3 separate regions of the Zea mays genome follow, and all the other regions are linked to region 3. The links are chromatin contacts, called in public Hi-C maps. All regions are on one chromosome and are shown on one strand. Each heading gives the region's core, a stretch centred on a gene start, on an enhancer-like site or on the middle of the called end of the contact. The rest is flanking DNA. Distances are from core to core; before and after follow the strand shown.

Evidence for each region. A called contact is a pair of places that touch in the nucleus more often than the background predicts.
Region 1: a contact with region 3 is called in a Hi-C map of leaf, with 6 times the contacts expected there. The contact joins the promoter of LOC100192470 here to the promoter of LOC103643361 in region 3. A contact is called at or near these places in 3 of 25 Hi-C or Micro-C datasets (ear, leaf and tassel).
Region 2: a contact with region 3 is called in a Hi-C map of ear, with 1.9 times the contacts expected there. The contact joins the promoter of LOC100192592 here to the promoter of LOC103643361 in region 3. A contact is called at or near these places in 2 of 25 Hi-C or Micro-C datasets (ear and tassel).

What each region holds. Positions count from the first base shown.
Region 1 is chr1:228,221,281-228,225,731 of Zm-B73-REFERENCE-NAM-5.0, reverse strand. It overlaps LOC100192470, which reads left to right and starts at 2,479. Exons shown (of 1, transcript NM_001137690.2): 1 at 2,479-4,023. The coding sequence starts at 2,595. The coding sequence ends at 3,776.
Region 2 is chr1:228,323,009-228,327,202 of Zm-B73-REFERENCE-NAM-5.0, reverse strand. LOC100192592 (DNA excision repair protein ERCC-1) reads right to left here and starts at 1,929. Exons shown (of 9, transcript NM_001137807.1): 1 at 1,609-1,929; 2 at 1,454-1,523; 3 at 1,241-1,344; 4 at 424-523; 5 at 251-327. The coding sequence starts at 1,886.
Region 3 is chr1:227,906,941-227,911,062 of Zm-B73-REFERENCE-NAM-5.0, reverse strand. It overlaps LOC103643361 (replication protein A 70 kDa DNA-binding subunit B), which reads left to right and starts at 2,679. Exons shown (of 17, transcript XM_020546721.3): 1 at 2,679-3,140; 2 at 3,658-3,733. LOC103645322 (putative E3 ubiquitin-protein ligase RING1a) reads left to right here. Exons shown (of 12, transcript XM_008668396.2): 9 at 792-1,319; 10 at 1,399-1,506; 11 at 1,577-1,750; 12 at 1,824-2,455. The coding sequence ends at 1,856.

The DNA.
Region 1 (4,451 bases), core at 1,230-3,729, 310 kb before region 3:
AAAACCATGTTCATTTTCTTAACTGTGTTTATAATAATACGTTAACAACACTCCAATTTGTGCCTTGCATCATAAAATACGCTAATTAAAAATTTAATTAAGTTTAATAGATTCATGGATTAGTCATGGCCTACTTATTTAATTTTTATAATCAATGTATGTTCAATTTTTAATTAATATTTAAGACCTATATTTAGGGATGACAACACGGAATTCCCCGTCGATGAATAGCTCCCTATCCTCGTCCCTACGATGAAAAAATTTCTAAGCAGTAATTTTCACAAATGCCTGTGAGGACATAGGAGTGAAGATAGAGAATGTTTCCCGGTCTCGTACTCGTTCACTTGTGGGAAGAGATTTTCCGTTTACATTTCCATGAAAAAAACTTATTTTATCTTTATCTTCTAAGGTTTAGTTTGGCAACATTATTTCTCAAAAGAATTTTTATCTTTAGGAAAATAAAAACCTCTTAAGAAAATGAAATTACCAAACTAGCCTGAATGGAAAAAAATCTCCATGACGAATCGAAGATGACCCAAGAGATTCGGAAAATAGGAACCCATCGATAATGGAGGCATTGCAGTCGCCGCTGTCATGAGACCGTGAAAGCACAAGCCAACGACGCCTGTTTACATGCCGCACAAAGTTCGGTGTGTTGAATAATAAAATCACGAGAACATAAGGTATCTTGATCGACCCGTTGTTGGAAACGGTCAAGTCAGATTCAGTCTCTTTTTCTTTTTTGAACGGAATCCAGTCTTGTTCACGAAGATTTTGGATCCTCGTGTCTGCATGTTTTCATCTCTTCCCCACCAACACGAACAGGCGGAACAGCTAGGTCAGCACCAACCGAACCGGCTCGTGCACCGGTACGCCAATAATGCTCGCAGGCGCACCAGTTTATCACCACACCATCCACGAGCCCATCGTGTCAGTGTCAACTACCCCCGGGCTCCCGGCTCGTGCATCGGTACACCAATACTGCTCGCAGGCGCACCAGGTCATCGGTCACCATCCACGAACCCATCGTGTCAGTGTCAACAGCTCCCGTTTTCGGGGTTCCCGGGTCCCGGTTCGCCGGCTCGCCGCCGTGTCGCGCTGCAGAGAAAAAAAAGACCCCGTCAAAATCACCGAAAAAATCTTGCGCGCATGTCGCTATGCTCCGCTCTCCGATTTTTTATTACATTTCAGCTCCTTTTCTTATTTTTTTTACATTTAGATCTCTGGACGATTTAATATCGTTTTTGATCTTTTAATTGACGTCATAACTCACAACGTTGAAGTAACACGTCTTGACGCCATGATCTATGACGCCGAGTGAAGGATACGCAGGACTCTAGACGTTGAGGTGGTGCATACGTGGCTGAGTTAGTGCGTACGTGGTCGAGCTTGACGTAGCTTGACGTCGTGACCTATGGCGCCGAGATCGCTGCCAAATAAAGCTTATGTTCTTTTTCGTCCTTTTGCTTTCAGTTACGTACATTATTTTGGTTGATTTTATTTTATTTTGGTCCGATTTATTTTTCCTATACTGCACTAACATTTTGTTGATATAAAAGACCATATTTGTAAGAAAAAAGAAAATACATTTTAAACAACGACATATACTAGTAGTTGCGGAGGTATCATACGTGTGCGCACTAGGATGCATGTGCTAACAAAAAGGAACGACAAGGAGTGTAAGTTAGTTTCAATACAGGGGCAAATTTAGAGAGGTTCACGGGATCAGCGGATCCCGAGGAATTTTATAAATCCTAGCAAAACACTGTTAAAGTTTATAAAAATTTGTATAATATAGTAAAGTCGTTTTTATGACCTCTACAATATTTTTAGCTAGATTTGTTACTGTTTGAATAGATTTCGTTATTAAGCAGAGCTCCCGAGTTCCAACCGAGTCAATGCCGCTCATATGGCAGCGAGTTTGTACGTGACCGCTCAACATCAGAGTCTGACACATCTGGTACCTCGACGCTATAGACTATAGCGTCGAGTAAGACTAGCTCTAATAGACCATGTAAATGGCCAACCAAAGCTAATTTGTCTCTTCATGTTATGCTACACGTTTCCAAAAGGGGAGCCATCCTAGCCAGGCAAAATGATATTAAGGAGAGAGAAAAGCGAATTTAGATGGTGCGATGGAAACCAGACATTTTTTCTTGTGCCTCTGATATCTGGTCCCATGTTTGTCTCTTATCATTCACTACTCTCCATTCAGCTATTTTACCTTCTTTGTTGGAAACAAGAGGACATGTATTTCTTCATACACAGGGTAAAAAACTTTTTGCCTGCCCATTTTACCTGTCGGCTGTTGGAGCCAGCCTAAATGGTAAAAACGACATTAAATAATATATAATCTAAATGTGATTTTTTTTAAGAAAAGGACTAAAATAAAAAAAAATCGGCTCCGCTCCGCACCAGCCGCGCATGTTGACTTCAGCGAACGCTGCATTTTTCACCGCTATGCTTCAGTTTGAGCCCCCTTGCCCCTTCTTTGCTTGGGCAGGCAAGCCAGAGCCAGCCGCGTGAAAGACACCGAGCGCAGACAGGTTGGAGTTGGACATAACCTCTCCCTCTCCTCGGCGCCTCAGCCGGGCATGGCGTGCGGCGGCAGGGGCGGCACGGGGTGGTCCTCTCTGCCGGCGGACCTGCTGCTCAGCATATTCGCCCTCCTCCCTGCCGACGCTCACCGCGTCCGTTTCCGCGCCGTCTGCGCGGACTGGGGCGCCGCCGCCGCCGCGTGGCGCCCGCGCCCTTGGCTCGTCGGCTCCCGCACCGACCGCTCCGGCCAGGGCGCCAGCGAAATTTCGTCATTCTGGCTCGCCCCCAGCGTCGCCCTCCTGCCCTTCGCCGCGAACGTGCCATCGGGGCTGGAGTACCTCTCCTCGTCCCACGGCTACCTCGCGCTCTCGGACCCGAGGATCAGCCCCAAGGTCATCCTCCTCCTCAACCCCTTGACAGGCAGGCGCGTCCGCCTCCCGCCCATCGGCTTCTTCAAGAAGTGGCTCGACTTGACCACCATCGTGCTGTCGGGCGACCCCGCCACGGCCACCGAGTGGGCCGCGGTGGCCGTCGGGTTCCCGACGACCTGCCTCGCGTACTACAGCTCCGTCACTGGGGCGTGGACGCGGCTCGATTTCAGCGTGACCGGCTACGCCGCTGTCGAGCACTACAGGGGGCGGTTCTATGTGGCCTTCAAGTCCTCGATCTGCATCTGCGAGGTCGACGGGGACGCGCCCGCGGTCATCCCACTCGAGCACGTCGACGCGAACGGCGACGCCGTCGTCTCGGACAACGACAAGCTCCCTGGCGAAGGGAGGCGCGTCGTCGAGACGCACCTGGTGGAGTGTGACCGCCAGCTGCTCCTCGTCTCGGTGCACGACGACGTCATGTACAACTCGGACGACGACATGGCGGGCGTGGACGACGGGGGCATCAAGATCGGCAGCGGGTTCGCGCGTGCGGTGGAGGTGCACAGGGTGGATTGGCTCGGGGATAGGACGGTGCGGCTGGTGCGCGTGGTGGACCTCGGATGGAACAGTCTGTTCCTGGGGCGGAATCGCGCGTTCGCGCTCTCGCGGGCGGAGTTCCCCTGGTACCGCGCTCGCGTCAATCGCATCTACCTCGTCGACCGTGGCCACCCGGACGGGGTCGTCAGGGTGTTGGGCATGGAAAGACAGCGGGGGCGCCACCTGGAGATCTTGACCATCAAACCTGACGACGGCCGGCGAGAATCGGCCGGGTGGGCGCGCCGTGGATGGTTCTTCCCCAACTACTAGCCACTGTGGTCATTTTGTCTCTATGGGTGTTTTTTTCATAGCCGCCTAAGCCTGGATAGCTAAACCGTGGTTTCGGCAATGCAAGTTACACTTGTTTGATTGCATTAGCTAGGAAGTATTTGTTCCAAGTTTCTTCCTTCTTTGTAAGTCATCAACACATCCTTAAAATCAACATCCGAAGTATAGTGTTCTTTCATGGTTTTCAAGCCAAAAAAATTGAAATCAAGTTGTGAAAGCATGATGCAACATTTTGTCGGTGTTTCGAGTGATGCATGTTTTAGGTCCGGATAGTATGCAAGTAGGATGCAATGATTATACTGGTTCGGATGGAATGTCCATACTTAAGTCCGCCGTGGTGGCCGTGTTGTCTTGCGTTATGTTCCCTTTTCCCTCTTCGGCTACCAGCCCTCCCTTTTATAGCTTAAGGGTAGGTTTGCTTACATTTGTTCCTCCCTAGAGGAGAGAATGGAAAAAGATAAGTAAAATTCATGAAAAGGCTTAAAGTGCTTCACTTCGGTCAATAACATCTTCTCATGTTGTTCATTGATCTCGTAATCTTGTACTTGTTGACTTATCCTGGTCAAGGCATGACGTGTGTGCGAGCGCGGTGATCTGTATCGTTGAATGTCTTTGGTTCTGATGGGGGACCATGCCAGGGTTAGTAAAACAGAGTTG
Region 2 (4,194 bases), core at 680-3,179, 420 kb before region 3:
TTTGTGTGATGGAGGACCATTAAATTCTTTTTTAGAAAAACAAAGACAAATATGTGCAGTTATTTTAGTTGAATATTGAGATAGCAAATAAGATTTGTTTGGACACAATAAAAAAGACCCAGCGCAAGGTGATCCAATAACTATATTCATATTTATGTAGAACTGATATAACAATCAGGACAGCTCACAACGAACAGGACCCCAAAAAATATTGAATCCACTCACATTAGAGTTACTATGAGAAAAATACCTCCAACCACACAAAAGGGTGCAGTCATGAAGCAGCGCTGTTCTTGTAATTTCATGCAAAGGCTTGATTACATCTTCCTATGACAGCGAAAATGCTAGATTTTTAAGTTGAGATGCTTCAAAGTGATTATACTTTGGGAAAGCAGGTATGTTGGTTAAGTGACTGAAACTTACAACATCAACATGGCACAAGATGACACGCAGCCTGAAATTCTTCTGCAGCTCTCTTATCCGATAGTACAAGTAGTCTGGATGTAGAAGATGGTACCTGATACTGCATCCATAACAACAGAAACTGAACGGTAAAAACCACAGTACAACAGAACCACAACAAACACACTCTGTGGCACCATTTGCCCTAATACTAATCAACATTGATAATTGCTACAGCACAGTACAGCTCAGAGAAGTAAAACCAGATAGTTTTTGCTCACAACAAAAGAATACCTCATGACACTGTCTAATAATATACAGGCATGAAAATGATGTCTCCTGGTAGATTTCACATTCAACTAATCTACACAAGTCCAATTCAGGATTTCTAAAGACTATCACTGAAGACACGATAAGCCCAATAGTTCTCTAAACAACTCTGTAAATCTTAACTTTAAGAAGTAAATAGAAAAACGCTTCTCCAATAGTTCTTCAAATGGACTTGCTAAATTAGTTACTTGTTATCCAACCTCATTTACTCTCCAGATTTGGCAACTCCATAGCAACTCCCTAAATGTAGTTGTCTTCAATTTCTTTACAACTACGTGTTCATTTTTTTTATTTCCCGCATAGCGAGGTAGCCAAGTCTAGCGTGGTCTTTTTTTCATTTTCCGTGTAGCGAGACCGCCAGGTTTGACGTGCGTGACACAACTATTGTCTAAATATGAGGAATTGTTGGAGACCAAGCTATTTTTTTTACTCCCAATAACTATTTAGCAATTTGTTAAACATAGGTTTAGGAAGCTTTTTTCTAAAGAACTATTGGAGTTGCTCTAACCTTAAGTACAAGGCACATGACGATTGCCCAAGCACATAGTCCGGCACGACATCGGCGAACGTCCATCTAGCATTCCTAATGTGCTTCAGCAGAGGGTTTCCTCTCTGTCGAACAAGAATGAATAAAAAAGACACGAAATTTGCTTTAGAACAAGGGGACAAGAACCTCAAAGAGGTCAAAAGTGTCATGGTGCCACAAACCACGCCCCAGTACCTGCCTATGACTGACGAGAATGGAGTTCTTGCTTTGGGGAGTCGGCGCTGAGGGGCTAGCTTGAGTCGGCCTGCGCCAGCAAACCTGGCACGTCAGAGTCGAGGCCGGCGTCGCAGGTACTGAGAAGAGGGAGAGAGGGAGGACAGTATAGGTACCTCGGGGTGGTGGTGGGCTGGGGAGGCGGCGGCGGCGGAGGTGAGTAGAACTCGGAGGACTTGAGGAAAGAAAAAGCCTGCGAGAATGATCCCGAGGACGACGACGAGGATGAAGCGGCGGCGGCGGCGGAGGTGGCTACAGGAGGGTTGTAGGATGGCGGCTTCGAGGAAGAGGTGGAGGCGCCGGTGCCGAAGACCTCCTGATAGGACGGGATCTTGATGAGGTTCTTACCGGGCTGCGACTCCGGCGGCGCCTGCTGCTCTCTTCCCCCGTCCATGGCAGCGCGGGAGACCCAGAGGCGTGGCCGTATGGGGGACGGACGGACGCGGAGTCAGTGGCGACACGCTGCACCTGCACGGAACCCATGGGGGCCGCCGGGCCTGTCTGCCCGGAGATGTGCGAGTAGCAGTTGCGGAGGGGATGCCATGTTTGGGCCAAATCCATGGGCCTGATTTGGACCAAGAGGCCGTTTCGTAGAGATTCACCGTCGGCTTGAGAAACTGTTTTACTCGCTTTTGTACCAAACAGCTCACAAGCAGGGAATAATTTCTCGGACGAATTTTAACGAAATTCGGAAAATTTTCTCGTTCTCAGTGCTGATCGGGATTCAAATTTCTAAGAATTTCGTTTAAAGTTTTGAAAAATATAAAAATCATAAAAATATGATAAAAACTAGATGTTTTTCTAAGTATTTTGATATATCTCATATTGCAAAAAACACATCAGATCGTAAACTCATTGGCAGTTTGGCACAGAGATGGAAATTTAACTCTTAAAACCCCAAACACTACGACTGCGAGTATAGATAAAGATTTTGACCTACGAATGCACTCGGACCCGACCCGAAGTTTCGTAAGTGTGGGTGTAGATTTTTATTTGAACACGTGAGTGACCTACCTCTGACCCAAAATTTGGTTTATTTTTATTTTGCGCAAAAATGATTAAGATACAATAGTACTTATTTTAAATAAATAACTTGACCAATGATTCATGGAATATTTTGTTGTTGTTCAACGTGAGAAGACTTAAAATCCCTAGATATAACTCAATTATTGTTGACACTTAATTGTTTATTGTTGAATTATCATTTAAAAGTGTACAATGAGTAAAAAACTCGCGAGTAACCCAACATGTTCAGGTGAGGGTTTGGAATGACACCCATGGTGCGATTGCAGACGAGTTTAGGTAAACTTCTTGGGTGTGATCGCTGAAGGGTTTTTAATCCATCCGACTCAAATCTGACCCGTTACCATTTCTAATTAGCAGATCCGTTAACTCATTTACATCACCCAACCCATCCTCTTGTCATCACAAGCCGCTCTACTCATTCCCCTTTGCTCCCAAACCATGTCCAGTCAGGGGCGGACCCAGGCCCATGGCCGCCTGGGCCACGGCCCGGGGCGCAGGTCCAAAACATTTTTAGAAGAGCTCGTGTTCGAGTCTAGCTGGACTGTGCTGAAGAGCTGCAAACTTACATCTGTTGTCGCGCCGTCTCTGCCGGTCTGTCCTCTGTCCTCTCGCCTCACTGAGTCATAGTTATATGTATGTATATCCATCCGACACAGTGCAAGCTTCACAAGCACAGGATAACAAACATGCACAAGAGCAGGCTACGACCACCTACATTTGTCCTGCAGATTTATATATTAGGCTAGTAGCAAGACCTCGGGCAGCACATGCTAGGCTCCTGCTAGTCTAGAGAGATGGAGGGAGGGAGAGACTAGAGAGCAAACCATCGAGCTAGGAGAAGCAAAAACAATTCCCAAGCTAGCAAATGATTCTAAACCGAAGAGGCAAAAAAAATTACAAGCCATAGGGCTTAGAAACTACTACCTCCATTTTCTTTTATTTGACGCATGATAGTTTAATTTTACACTAGCAAACGTCAAATAAAAAAGATCTGAGGGAGTACGAAACAAGATATTCCATACAGCCATCTAATACCATAATCACCAAATAAAAGATCAAAAAGTTGCGACCAAATATACAAGATCACATGGCTAGAAATTAAGTTTGAGATTGAGCCTCTGTGGAGAGAGCTTTCTCATCTATGAATATCATTAAAACTGAGTTGCGGAATAAGACAGGAGACGAATGACTTAACCATCGTATGGTATGTTGATGTGATATGATACATCTGGAAGAAACTACATCATAACTTGTATGTCATCTTTAACATCTATGACAAGGTTGTTTCGTCGTACAATTTTTCTTTATATGCTACTGTTAGAGTTTATGGTCGTTTAGGCCCGAGTCTTGGCTAATTTCTGGGTCCGCCACTGTGTCCAGTCAGAAAAATCACCAAAACCAGCCAAGTCTATCGTGGCTACAGCGAAATTTGCCTGCTAACGATGTTTCTCGGTCAGGTAGTGGTGGATTCTGCCCGCCCTAGTGGTTCCTCGTTGTTCTACCGCTTCCTCCCTTCCCGCTCGCCCTCGCTTCAACACCAGCGAGAAACTCGTGTGAAATTCGTTGATTTCTCGATGGATGTTGTGTCAAAGATGCAGTTAACAGACATATGTTTGAATGTAAAACAAAGTTGGTCCTAAGAATGAATTTTAAAAAAAGATTCATTATTAGTCAAC
Region 3 (4,122 bases), core at 1,430-3,929:
CCATCAATTTTGACATGATCTCTGAACCTGTTAACCTGTTTTAAAAGAATACTGTGATATGATTCCCTGGTAGATCTCGTAGGATAGTTTTGTCCCATGTGAGCCTTTCCTACATTAGCATTTTGTCAATGGGTAGTAGGAAAGATCCCAGCTAAATTTCATTTCTAAGGGATAAAATTTGGTCAGCTCTGTTACCCCCCCCCCCCCCGGTTTTGCTCCTTTCAAAAGAAAATGTTTTGATGTGCCCAAGCATCAATAGACAGGTGCCCTGCAATCTCTTGGACTAAGTTGACATCATAGCATTGAGCAGGTTGTTTGATCCAACTGCACTTCTTGCAAAAGAATAATAATAAGTTAATGACAGATAACTTCATAAAGTTCTTCAAAAATAAAGAGAATTTCATGAACGAAAAATGAAATAGAACAATTATTTTCATGTTAACTTTGTTAGTGGCAGAAATTCATTATATTATTTGGAACTGTAATCTGTAAAGCATGCTCTTCGTTCCAATGAATATAAACTTATGTTAGCTACATGAATAGTGGATTCATGAAATTACCAACTATGTCCTACCCTGGCTACAAAGTGGTGATAAGAAACCTTTTTCTCCAAGAACCCAGGAACTTTGTTTTGATGTCTGTGCATATGCAAATGCTCTTGTATTCAAGTCTAACACCTATAAAGACCCGAGCTAATGATTGACATATTTGTATGCATCTGCCCTTTTATTTCCTCTGTCTATTTTTACATTGAACTTAAGTTCATTTTCCTGATTAATGTGCATGTGAAGATTCAAGCATCCATTGCTGAGGCTTTTCGGAAACAATCAGAAGTTATTGGGCGGAAGTCTACTGCCAAAGCTACTGCTGCTGCATTTGTAAGAAGATCACGCCGTAACATTCGGCCTAATGGGCAGAATACCTATTTCCGTGGCCGAGGAAAAGCCAGTTCTGATGACGTTGCTCTGGCCTGTTCTGAAGATGAAGAGGATGGAAACGGTGAAAGCTGTAGCAAAGAGGCCTCATCTGCGGAGGAGAGTTCCCCAGAGAAAAAGCAGAAACGACTGCCAAAATGGCCAACACCGCGTTCTTCACCTGCCCGAGCATGCAATGATGAGGTTGCTTCTGATGAAAAGGATGATGTAGGAATATCCAGGGAAAATTTCAGCACATCTCCTCTACGAGCATGGGGAAAGAATGGCACTCGCAGTCAGACTCGCCACAGTAGCTTCAGTGGTTCAAATGGCAGGATGGTCAAGGGTGGGCGCATGATCAAGTTGGTTGAGTGCTTGCGAAATTCTGACGACAATGAAGGCGAGGTGAACACAAAAGTGCACGTGATATGTTTCCTTGTTTATTGGAGTGTTGCATTGCTTAGTTACTAACTTTATTTGACAGCGTGATGTACATCTTTGTCTGCTTCCACTTGATGGACAAACGGCACCAAATCTGGAGAAGTCATATCTGTGTTGCGGCCCAACTCTGTCCATCAAACAACTTTGTCAGGTCAGTACTTGTTGAAACACTTGTGTCCATCGTCAGAAATCAGAACTTACAGACGAATGTCTCTGTGTAGTTTGTCGCCAGTCAGACATCTCACAAAGATGAAGAAGTTGAGATGTATGCGCTGAAGCCTTCTTGTAGCAAGCCTGTCAGCACTAATACATGCGGTCCTGACAAAGCAAGGCTCGCAGGGGAGGAACGCCTTTCAGACTTGCGCTCCTCGTTCACATTTCCTAATGGGGTTCTGGTGAGATCAAACACTTAGATTATCTGATTAGACCCGTTCACGTTTATTCTAAATGTTATACTCTTCATTTCAGGAGCTGGTGTATGCCATAAAAGTGGCTAACTAGATGCTGAGTGAAGGCCCATTAGTTCAAATGGAAGTGTTTTTTGTTTATACATATCTTCATCGTGATCCCTTGACGAAATGACAGGTTTGGGCTCTTGAATACAACTTGGAAGGAAAAAAAACGTTGGGGGAGACTAGTTGTTGTATAATTAGCTTGTGAGATGTGAGATAAATGTGCGTACGTTGTCAACGAATAGTTTCAGAAGAGTCAGATTGGCTTCCACAGTTCACCTCGCTGCAACCCAAAATCTGGTCTCCACTGCCGGCATTTGGGGGAATTTCTCGGTTGGGTGAAGGCTGAGTTATTTCCTCGAGTGGTCAAGTTGTTTTACTTCCACAGTTCACCAGTTTCAGCTTTTGTAATTCATCGGTTCATATTCTTCAGGCGGCAGCCAGTCCGTGCTGCGAACGACTTCCCAGATACATGTAACATAAATCTTATAAAAAATATATATGTAACAGAAATTACTTTTTTTGTCGTTTCTTTGTACGGCACAAGGACAGTCGTATTTAACCTTGAGCTGGTTATACCAGAGTGTTACTATTTTATTATATCTGTACTTATACAAACTACAAGGCAATGTATTCTTCCTTTGCGAATGTTGTTAGCAGGCAGTTTCTTCCACACAAAAAAGGTCGAGTCAACAATTTTAGAAAACAACGCCGCTACGCCCTTGAGAAACTCGCATTTTGCACTGTTTAAAACTGTGAGATGCTAGGCATTACTTCTAGTTAAAGGATACACGCTGGTGCTGCCCTGAGAGTGTTTCACGCGATCTCAGCGTCTTACGCACCGACGCGTGCGTGTGTGGTACCGTCTACACAGCGTTTCGTGCAGTTGGAGCCACGTCCACCACTGACCTGTCTACCTGTCTCCTCCACCGGCGACCCGTCTTCTCCCAGCGACCCGTCTTCTTCGCGTCTGCGACACGGGCTCCGACGGGAACGCGCCGGCGTCCGCGCTTGAGGACGGCTGTCGTGCCTGCGGGATAGGGGATCGCTTCGTCCACACGTGCCCCGACAGTCGTGCCGCGATATGGACGGCTCGGACCTGGGCCTCTGCGACACGGCCTCCCACGGCGACGCGCCGGCGTCCGCGCCTGAGGACGGCCGTCGTGCCTGCGAGAGAGGAGCTGGCTTCGTCCACGCCTGCCCCGGGAGTCGTGTCGCGACCTGGACGGCTCCGACCGGGTCTTCCACGAACGGCGCGGCGGCCGGATCTGCGACGGAGCGGCACGGGCCAAGGACGGCGGGGGCTTGCGGCCGGCGCTTCGCCGTTAGCCAGGTGAGTGCGCCGCCTCGCCTTCTCCAAAAGCGCACGCACCGGGGTACAACGCGTTGGCAACTGTAGATCTACGATTTTCGAAAATCGCCGTTAGCGAGGCCATTGCGCCGCTGTAAATCTCCTGTGGAGGTCGTCACGCGTCGCTGTGCTCCGGTGCCTCTGCCCATGACGTTAGGTGAGGGTTGTTCACCGTATTTTAAAATCCCACAAATATGGAGCCCCTTCGCTGTTCTTCCGTCCCGTCGCCTGTGCTTTATCAACAGTGCAGCCTCACTGTTCTCGTGTCCTTCACCATAGCGCCCATCCCGCAGCTTTCTGCTACATATATGGAGCCCCTACGCTGGTGTTTTCCTCTTTCCGTCGGCCTGGTACCCGGCGGAAGCGCCTTTCTCCTCGTCGACTCCGTCGTTCTCATCGTCCGTTCCTTTCTTCTGATGCTAATTTCTCTTGTGTTGGTTCTTGGTCGTCTCTTGATTGCGTCATGTGTGTTAGCTCATAGGAACTGTTGTTCTTGTAGATCTGCTACGTAGCAGCAGGGCAGACACGCGCAAGTCCTCAGGCTCTCCTCTCGGTCTCTTCTGCAGCTATTCGAGGTGAGCGGCTCCTTCCACCATCCCTCTCTTGGTTATGTTGATTTGGTGTCCATGGATACACTGTCTGCATTTTTAGATAGTTGTTGATTAGATGTCCTTATGTCCACCATCCCTCTTCTGCAGCGTTGATTAGATGTCCTTATGTCCCACATTAGTTTCTTGGAACTCTACTTTTTTGGGGACAAACAGAGTGGTGTCTTGATTCATTTTGTCCTGCACATTTTACAGCTACTTTCTCTTCTATTTGCATGCGTAGATAGTTGTTTCCCATTTCGCTTGATACAGACATGGATACAGGCATACAGTCCTCTCTTTGTTATTATGTTGATTTGGTGTCCATGGATAGGCTGTCTGCATTTTTTCAGAATAGGTGTGGTCATGTGGCACTT